Regions from separate parts of the Pan troglodytes genome. Here region 2 is linked to region 1. The links are chromatin contacts, called in public capture Hi-C maps. All regions are on one chromosome and are shown on one strand. The core of a region is the stretch at or near the end of the contact, and the rest is flanking DNA. Distances in the headings are between cores, read along the strand shown. Region 1 has its middle 35 kb from the start of REEP1. Region 2 overlaps REEP1 (receptor accessory protein 1).

Evidence for each region. Capture Hi-C pulls out chosen DNA fragments and counts their contacts.
Region 2: a contact with region 1 is called in a capture Hi-C map of stem cell-derived neural stem cells, with 6 times the contacts expected there. The contact joins two enhancer-like sites. A contact is called at or near these places in 3 of 7 Hi-C or Micro-C datasets (induced pluripotent stem cells and stem cell-derived neural progenitor cells) and 1 of 1 other capture datasets (stem cell-derived neural stem cells).

What each region holds. Positions count from the first base shown.
Region 1 is chr12:36,377,617-36,382,127 of NHGRI_mPanTro3-v2.0_pri, forward strand. No RefSeq gene overlaps it. Among named protein-coding and RNA genes, the nearest start is that of REEP1, 35 kb to the right of the region's middle. Within about 2 kb of position 2,260, at least 2 of the 24 cell types and tissues checked have an H3K27ac peak or open chromatin away from gene starts, as enhancers often do. A contact at or near this core is called in stem cell-derived neural stem cells, where this site is marked.
Region 2 is chr12:36,526,882-36,531,392 of NHGRI_mPanTro3-v2.0_pri, forward strand. All of the region lies in intron 6 of REEP1 (receptor accessory protein 1), which reads left to right. Among named protein-coding and RNA genes, the nearest start is that of MRPL35, 24 kb to the right of the region's middle. Within about 2 kb of position 2,615, at least 11 of the 24 cell types and tissues checked have an H3K27ac peak or open chromatin away from gene starts, as enhancers often do. A contact at or near this core is called in stem cell-derived neural stem cells, where this site is marked.

The DNA of each region.
Region 1 (4,511 bases), core at 1,010-3,509:
GGGAGCTGAAAAAGTTGATCTCATAGAAGTATAGAGTGAAACACTAGATGTTACTAGAGGCTGGGAAGGATAAAGGGAGGGGGAGATAAGGAGAGAATGATTGATGGTACAAATTACAGTCACACAGGAGGAATTTGTTCCGGTGTTCTATAGCACAGTAGGGTACCTATGGGTAACAATAATTTATTATATATTTCAAAATAGCTAGAAATGATTTCAGATGTTCTTAACACAAAGAAATGATAAATGTTTGAGTGATGGATATGCCAATTACCCTGATTTGATCATTATACATTGTATGCATGTATTGAAATATCACATGTATCCCATAAATATGTACAATTTTTGTGTCAATTAAAAGTAAAAAAATTAAAAGACAGTTTAAAAACTTTCTGTGAGTCTATAATTATTCCAAAAAGAAAAGTTTAAAACACACATACAGAGTTTTGTTTTTTAACAAATTAAGTTTTATCATACAGATAGAGCTTTTTAAAAACCCAACAGGGAACAATTCCTATATTCTGCTTGGCAACCTTCTTTTTCCAGGTGAATATCTATAGAATTACCTCATTCTTTACCTCATTCTTTTAACATCAAAATAGTACTATTTTGTACTTATGGATATATCATAATTTATTTAACTATCATCTACTGATGAGCATCGAGATTGTTTTTACATTTTCACTGTTTCAAAAAAATGCTGTAATAAACACTGCTTCTCAATATGCCTTTCTGGACTTTTGGTATTATTTCCAAAGTTTCCTAAGCGTGTTATTGCTGGCTATAAGTGTATGTATAATTTCTACTTTAACACACACAGGCAAATTATGCTCTTTCACTCTTGCACTGGTTTACATACCATTCAACATTACAAAGGAGTTCCAATTCCCCCACTCTCACTGTGGATGGATGCTCTAGGTCTACTTAATCTTTGACACTCAATGGGTTAAAATCATGTCTTCCTGTTTCATTTTGTATATATTTGTTTTTGAGGTCGAGAATTTTTTATTTCTTTATAACCATTAGAATTTCTGCTCCTGTCAATTGCCTGTATACGTGCTCTTCTTCCTTGCACACCCCACCATTACTGAATGTTAGCCTCTGGATTGCAGAGTCTTTGTTTGTTTACTTCAGCACCCTATCCTCAGCATGTAGAATAGTGCTGGGCACGTGCTTGGGATTCATCAAAACCATTCGAAAAAGATGGATTGATAAATAGCTTTTTTCCTGTTTCGCTGTTCATCTTCTTCTTATTGACTTGTAGAAAATATTTGTATATTAGGAATATTAATGTCGATTTTCCCAGTCTATTGCTATCTTTTTTAAAAGATATATTTATTTATTGGTATTGTTTCCAAAGAAATAATACAATTACTTGATACCAAAATAGAATTATTTGGATAGGGTGGTGAAGTAAACAACATGCAAAAAAGAAAATACTTCAAAAAGTAATTTTCCTCCTCACTCTGTATTACAGCTGCCTACATCTGGTCCCAGCACATCCATTACCAGTTTCTTGGGTAACATTCCTGAGCTGCTGTATGCGTAGACACACTTATGTCATCTAACCTGGCTTATAGTGTCTTCCATCTTTCAAGATATTTTTACATAATCAAACAACATTGTTTATCCTGTAGGATTTCTGCCAGCCTGGATTTTTGCTGATTGTTTCCCCTTGGTGTCTTTTAACATGTTTCTCTTCTCCCTATATTCCCTGTAAATTAGTGAGGTTAAATCACTTCTGTACTCAAAATCCTCCACTGGCTTCTCAAAATGCAAGCCAGAGACCCTGCAATGTCCTCCAAGGAGCTGTGTTAGTGCTGATCAGAACAATGTTACCTGTCCAGCACACTCTGGGGCTCTTGTCCCATGCATATGCTCAGCCACCAGTTCTAGGATCCTCATTGCCAGCTAGCCGGCAAATGACCCATTTGCAAAATCCCTTTTTACAGTTGGCTTCCTAGGACCACTCCTGGCACCAACTATATTACAATGAATTCACATTCTGAGATGGAAAAAGGCTTACAGAGGGGTTATTGGAAAGTGTTGGCAGTTATGCGTCTTGCAGATGGGAATAAGGGAACAAGGAAGGCAGGAACGGGGAGAGATAGAAACCGTCCTGTAATGTGGTGACAGATCCTAGATCCCAGGGGGAGCTCTTGAGCTGGAACAATGCCTTATGATTGCTCCAAATTGAAGCAGGACAGGCTGGCTTTTGTATCCCTACATCAGCCAGTCACTGACTATGTGTGGACTGCTCCCACCCGGGGGCCAATTCCCCACAGCCAGGGCAATTCCCAGTGGATACTGGTCAGCAACCAGTATTCTCAGCAGCTGAGAGATGAGCATCTGCCCTGGAGAAGGGATATGGGAGGAGTGCCCCAGAACCCATGATAGCCAGGCCTCCAGTCTTGGTCTGGTCTCATATGATAGCAGTCATAGAGTTCACACCACTTTCTACCCGGTATTCCCTCAAGGCAAAGGGATCCTGGAGATTAGCATTTCTCTCCTTTTTTAAAATCTAACTACTGTATCTTTCTTGGGGAAGGGAGGCTCAGAAAAATGTGACAGCTCCCTCATGCCACTTAAGAGCCGTGGGAACACAGGTAAGACTGTCCCAGAACCCCTGTGTCCCTGGCATCCCATTCAGTCATTGTCACGCTACAGTTTCCACTGCAAAAGGGCATGAGACACTCCTGTGAGGTACCAGAGTTCTGGAGAGAAAGAGCAAACAGAGCTCCTCTGCTCTCAGCTCTCCAAACTTACTCTGCCTCTGTTTATGCTGTCCAAACAGGAGCCGTAGCCTCGTGTGGGTATTGAAATTTCAATTAATTTGAGGTCTTGCTTCCTCTCCAGCTGTCTTCTGCCCCCACAGGCCAGAGAGGAGTTTCATGTCCTTTCTAGTGTGCATGTGTGTGTGACCATGTGTGTGTGTGAGTATAGGGGGGCCATATTGGTTGATAGTTTAAACAACTCTCCCGGTAGCTATCCCATTCATCTTATTCTTTCATGTTTCCTCAGTGATATCTGTTATTAAATTGCCTGCCTTCCATCAGACTCTTGAAAAGAGGAAGGACTTGGTCACACTGTGACTTATTAAAAGTGTCCTATGAAAATTCAATGCTTTTTTATTGTATAAGAAGCTATTAAAATAATATAGATTAATATATTTTATTATTTGACTTGAAAGTTAGATTATTTTATCATTATGCAGCATGCATATCTTCACCATAACTGAGTTCTTTTAAAAAAGAAAAACAAAACCAGAATTCTGGAATGCTGTTCTGGCAAGCGAAAACCTCAGAAAAAGAGAATCTCATCTTATCCCAGTGATTGTTTCAGAAGGAACATCGGATACAAATGAATTGGTAAATATCTAGCAGAGGAGGAGGGAGGGTTGAGCAGGAGGGAGGGAAGTTCTGCAGTCAGTAAATACACAGTGGCTGCTGTCAGGAGCAGAGTTTTATGAAGGCCATGTTATCACACTGCTGCATATTTTTGTTCTCTCTCTCCTTCTGCACAAAGGAAGGAAAGATTCAAGAGATATAGGAAGAGGAAATGATATGGGCAGAAAGATCTCTGTCTCCACCCACACCCCAGTGGAGCTGTAAACAGGCCGTTAAAAGTCTGTACTCCTGAAGAAAAATCAGATCTTAAACGTAAGCTTCCAGAAGGAATCGTGAAGCCAGGCTTCTCTCCTGCTACTGAATGCTGGAGATGTACATATTCCTTAAAACATGCTCACATTTTTTAAATTATAAAGGTAACACATGCTCAGTCTAGGAAATATGAAAAATATAGACAAGCATGGAGAAGAAAAATAAAAATCACCGTCCAGAGAGATAAACACCATTATCATGCCTTCTGTTTTATTAAACATACACACACACTCTTTTACATTTTAACATAATTGGGAATGTACCACAGATACTATTCATGTTCTTTTTTTCCTTTTTACATTATACCATGAGTATATTCTCATTCCATTAAAAATTATTTTAAAATATCATTTTAATGACCTATATTTCACCTTGTAAACACATCAGAACTTATTGAACCATTCCCCAGATATCAGACTTCTAAGCACGTTTTCTGTCTTTCTAATAAATATCACAGCAATGAACAACTGTTTACCTCTGCTTGTCTTTAGAAATGGAAGTCCTAGATGAAAAGGCATCAATTTTTATAAAGTTTTTGATGCACACATGGCCAGGTACCCATCAGGCAAGCCTCTACCTGCTTAAACTCCAAACTTAGACAAGATTAAACTGTTTTCTACAGGTAATATGGAATCAAACGATACCCTTTTTGAGTGTCCTGAACCTTCTAAGATAGTTATGGGGTGTCCCAGTTACCAATTCATCGCTTTTCAACTCCAAATTCACCCTTTTTGCTTGCTCTGTGAAAATTAAGCTGGGACCTATAAATATTTTTCTTTTTCCAAGGAAAGTTTTGTGAGTAGAGGGCGCTGGAGAGACATTGCAGGAGGAAAGAGTTTTGCTTCCTGCTTC
Region 2 (4,511 bases), core at 1,365-3,864, 150 kb after region 1:
GTAGACACATTAGGGACTAGTGAGGGTCCTGGACTAATCCAGTGCCCCTTTCACACTGCCTGGCTCCCCATAGAGAAGCTGCCTTAGGCTTGGAAGGCAAGAGGGGCCGTGCCTGGCCTGCAGCCTGCTGGCTGGTGTCAGGGGAGGAAGGAAGGCATGCAAGGTGCCTAATATAGCTTTTGCTCCAGCCCTGGTGCCGCGGAGGCATGACATGCCCCTCCCACATCGGCAGTGAGCAAGACAGGAAACTGCATTATGTGACGTGTCCTGTTTTCCCTGCATTGCTTTATTTTTAAGGCTCTCAGTGCTCAGCTTTTTAAGTCCTTTATAGAAGAGCTGGGGATTAGGACAGGCGCAGTGGCTCACGCCTGTAATCCCAGCACTTTGGGAGACCGAGGCAGGCAGATCACCTGAGGTCGGGAGTTCGAGACCAGCCTGACCAACATGGAGAAACCCCATCTCTACTAAAAATAGAAAATTAGCCGGGTGAGGTGGCACATGCCTGTAATCCCAGCTACTCGAGAGGCTGAGGCAGGACAATCGCTTGAATCCGGGAGGCAGAGGTTGCGGTGAGCCGATATCATGCCATTGCACTCCAGCCTGGGCAACAAGAGTGAAACTCCATCTAAAAAAAGAAAAAAGCTGGGGATTCTGGAGGCCATAAGGCCAAACTGAACTGACAGAGGAGTCTGAGCAGGGCTGCAGGTGGAGACAAGCGTCCCAGCCCAGCTCTGACTAACCCTGTGTCCCTGTGGGGCCTCCTGGTCCAAGTTGGAAATGAAGGGGCTGCGTTCAGCTGTTTCCAGCACCGGGCACTAGACGCTGGCCTGGTGGACACACTAGTTCATGGGAAATGACCCTGCGGTGCCAGTGGCTCCAGGCAATTGCAGGGATTTCTGTCTATTCACACTGTAGTTTTGAGTCTGCAAATTCTGTGAGCCATTCCAAAAGCCTCTAATTCTGGGAGACTGGCACTTGGGGGTCGGGGAGAGTGGCTGCCCTGTCCTCCATTCTTCCCCTGACACTGCTCTGTGCTGCTCTCAGAAGCCCTTCCTGCCATGACATCTGGTGGTTTCATGATCAGACACAGTGTTTCCAGTGCATTTCAATAGAGCTGTGGTTGATTGTAGGAACTGAATAGTTCTGGAAGGCTGCATGTGCATAAGAGTGTGTCCAGGATTCAGTGTCCAAGTTCTGGTTCCTTATCCCCGAGCAGGTTGGGAGCTGCTGGGATGGGGGTTGCTGGACAGTGGGAAGCAGGTGAGGCCTGGTGGCGGCCTCAAGACCTGGAAGCTGTTGCCCTAGCCCTTCCTTTCTTGGGCCTCCGCCTCTCCAAGGGCCTCTTAATACCTGTGCCCTGGCTCTCAGGTCTGCATGCAAGGAACCCTTTGATGATTGGCCTACACCATTCCCTCTGAGGCCTTGGGAAAGCTCCTGCACTCTGCAGGCCTCAGTCTCCCCCTCCATGAGGTGTCCCTTGGTCCTCCCAGCTCTGACAGTCTCTACTGGATTGTGCAGTGGTGGCAGATGGTGTTGGGGGAGGTCTGTCTTGCACCTGGGGCTATAGGCTGACTCTTAAGCAGTAAGAGGATTTCACAGTTGTCGGGGACACTTTCCTCCTGGTCCCCTGAAATGTTGTCACAAGGGGCGCTCACTCAGGCCAAAGCCTGGGAAGATTCAAATTACCTCTGGGGCCATGCAGAGCCCCAGGATCCCTCAGCAGACAGGAACATTTTCTAGGAGTTGTAAATTCAGGTCTTAATTCATGATGGGGGTAGGGAAAGGAGGCATTTCGGAGGCTGCTAAGTGCCTTTTAGGGCAGTGACAGAGCTTAGAGGCCCCAGGGGCAGCAGCCTCTATTCTAAGCTGCACATCTCAGATGCCAGAACATTCTCTTCCCATCTTTGCTCTGTTCCTGCCCCATTTGTCAACCGATTCCCTATTGTTTTCTGCATGTCTTTGTCTCTTTTTTTCTGTGTGTCTATTATTATCTCTCTCTCTCTCTTTTTTTTTTTCTCTGCCTACCTCTATGTCATATAGAACTGAACTCTGGATTACTACCTGTGTGGTTAGTCATAGAGGTGTCCCTCCCCCCCTTTTAAAATCAAGCATGTAGGACATAATTTTTAAAAGCAGTCATCCTTTTTGTCCTCTCAGAGAGAGAGAGAGAGAGAGAGAGAGAGAGAGAATTGCATTTTGAGTGTGGCCTCTGGGCAGTGTCCTTCTGATTATAGCAGGAGGAGCTGCCTGAGGTTTAGAGCATGGGAAGTGAGTGAGCATGTGTGTGTCTACATGTGTGTATGTGAGTGTGTCTGTGTGTGAGTGTGTGTGGATGGGGATGTGTGCATGGTGCACACGTGTGAGTTTTAGTGCCAAAGACCCTTCTCTAACGGAATGTTCTTTTCTCTCTCCTCGGTGCTGTTGGGGACGTGGATGTAAGTGTTCCAGACAGGCGTGCTCTTCTGCAGACATCTGCTGCCTTCCATTAATGCTCCCGCTAATGTGTGCTGTGTGGGATGTTTTTGCTAACCTGGGGGAGGTTCTGCTGCACTGCAGGGGTGGGGCAGCCCTGGGCCCACTGCAGGCTACACAGGCCTTTAAAGGGCTGAGAGGCTCTGCCAGTTTCTCCCTCCCTCCCTTCCCCACAGAGAGAAGAGGTGGAGCCTGCAGCCCTGGCTGCTGTAGCCCTGCTGACACATTTGCTAATACAGAAACATCAGCCAAGGCCACACACCCATTCCCCTGCTGTGGAAGACAGCAGAGACCCTGCCCTTTCCTAGAAGCAACCCAGCTTTGGGCATCATAGTGGCAGCTCTGCAGGCTCAAGGCCGTGGCCACCATCACCTGAGGTTTGCAAGTTGTTATGGCCATGACCTTGGGCGGGAGACCCTCCTCCCATACACATTGTCTCTGGGAGCCAATTAGAGTACTAAGATGTGGATAGCAATACTCTTTCAGGCCTGTTGCCAGGGGTAAGGACCTGTTGGGTCACCAATCTTTAGATCTTCAGGGACAAGAACACGGAGGAGGCAGAGCATGGGATTTTCTACCCAGCTACTCACTCTCCTGCTCCTCCTGGTGCCCCTGTTTTGGGACTATGTTCTGTGGGGTTCATTTCTCCATTTATACTCCTTCCTGATATAAAAAGGAGTTAGGTCTACTTGTGGAAATATATCTAAAGTAGCAAATCAAAGTAAGAAAATTGAAGCATGGGGAAAAGGGAGTGGGCAAGTAAGATGGAATCAGTGGGGAGAAGGACATTTTAAATGCATGCCATCAAGGTGTAGACTGTTGAGACACCTGGCTTCCTTGAAACCACTGCAAAGAGGGAAATACAATTATTAAGAGATTCAGTCCACTGTGCAACAGCCAGCTAGAGGCGTGGAAGCTTGTCTTATTTAGAATGTTTATTCTCACTGGTTCTGAGAGTAAGGCAAATATTATAGACAACACTCTTGGCAGAAATGCTCAGCGGACACGGTGACTAGGAGATGTCTTCTCTTCTTAGGAGGTTCTCTCTGTAGCTTCTTCCTGAGGCTATTCTGGCTCCCTCACTGCCCACACTGGCCTCTTTTGCTCCCAGCCTCTGCTGGGCTGAGCACTTGTTTCTATTCCTGCTTGGATATCTGGGTTGTCCCTGAACCATCACTCCTACTGGGCTGGAGGGTCATTTCTTTTCTACCCTGCAATCCTTGCAGTGGAGAACATGCACAAAGCCATTTTGGTTTCAGTCCTGAGATTATAGTGATGATGGTGATTTTGGTAAGTGTGAGTTCATTGCTCAGCCTCAGTGAATCCAGACTGGATAACTGGCCTGGGTTGTTAGATGCCTGAGGATCTCACGGTGACTTTGGGCCACCTTCTGACACCCACAACCATCAGTACAGGGAAAGCCCTGGACCTGGATGTGGAGGGTACAGCATATGCAGAGGCACAGTCTCGAACCGGTACCCACCCCACTTCCATGTCATGGAGTTTGCTGCTGGGGTGGAGCTGGCCAGGCTGCTTCTGCAGTTTTTGCCTTGGTCTGAGGGCTTTTGGTCTTTTTTCCCTCCTGCCAGGCAGGAGGTATCTGTGTCCAGAAGGAATTTCCTGGTTTGGTTAATGGGGGTGTCAAGCTCTGACTTGGGACTAGAGCTGAGCTCTCTGAGATGACTTCAGGATTCTATTTAGTTTAGTTGATGAGTGGCCACTGTGTGCCCAGCCCTGGGTCAGGTGCTCAGAGAGACTGAGGGAGGATCAGCCATGGCCCCCCAATCTCAGGATGCCTTCTGTTGGCTGAGGCAATGAGACTGACATGAGGACCAGGGCACCCAACACAAGCTGTGTGGCACAGCCTCCAAGCACTGTCGGGTGTCAGAGTGGGGAGGCCAGGGAGGGTCAGAGTATTCAGCGAGGGCTCCCTGGAGTCACTGGTCTTTGTGCTCAACAGGATGCAGCTGATTAGGACAGAGGAAGGGAGCAGAGGACAAACTAAGCCCAGAGTAAATAAGCTGAGGGAAGTGCAGAGT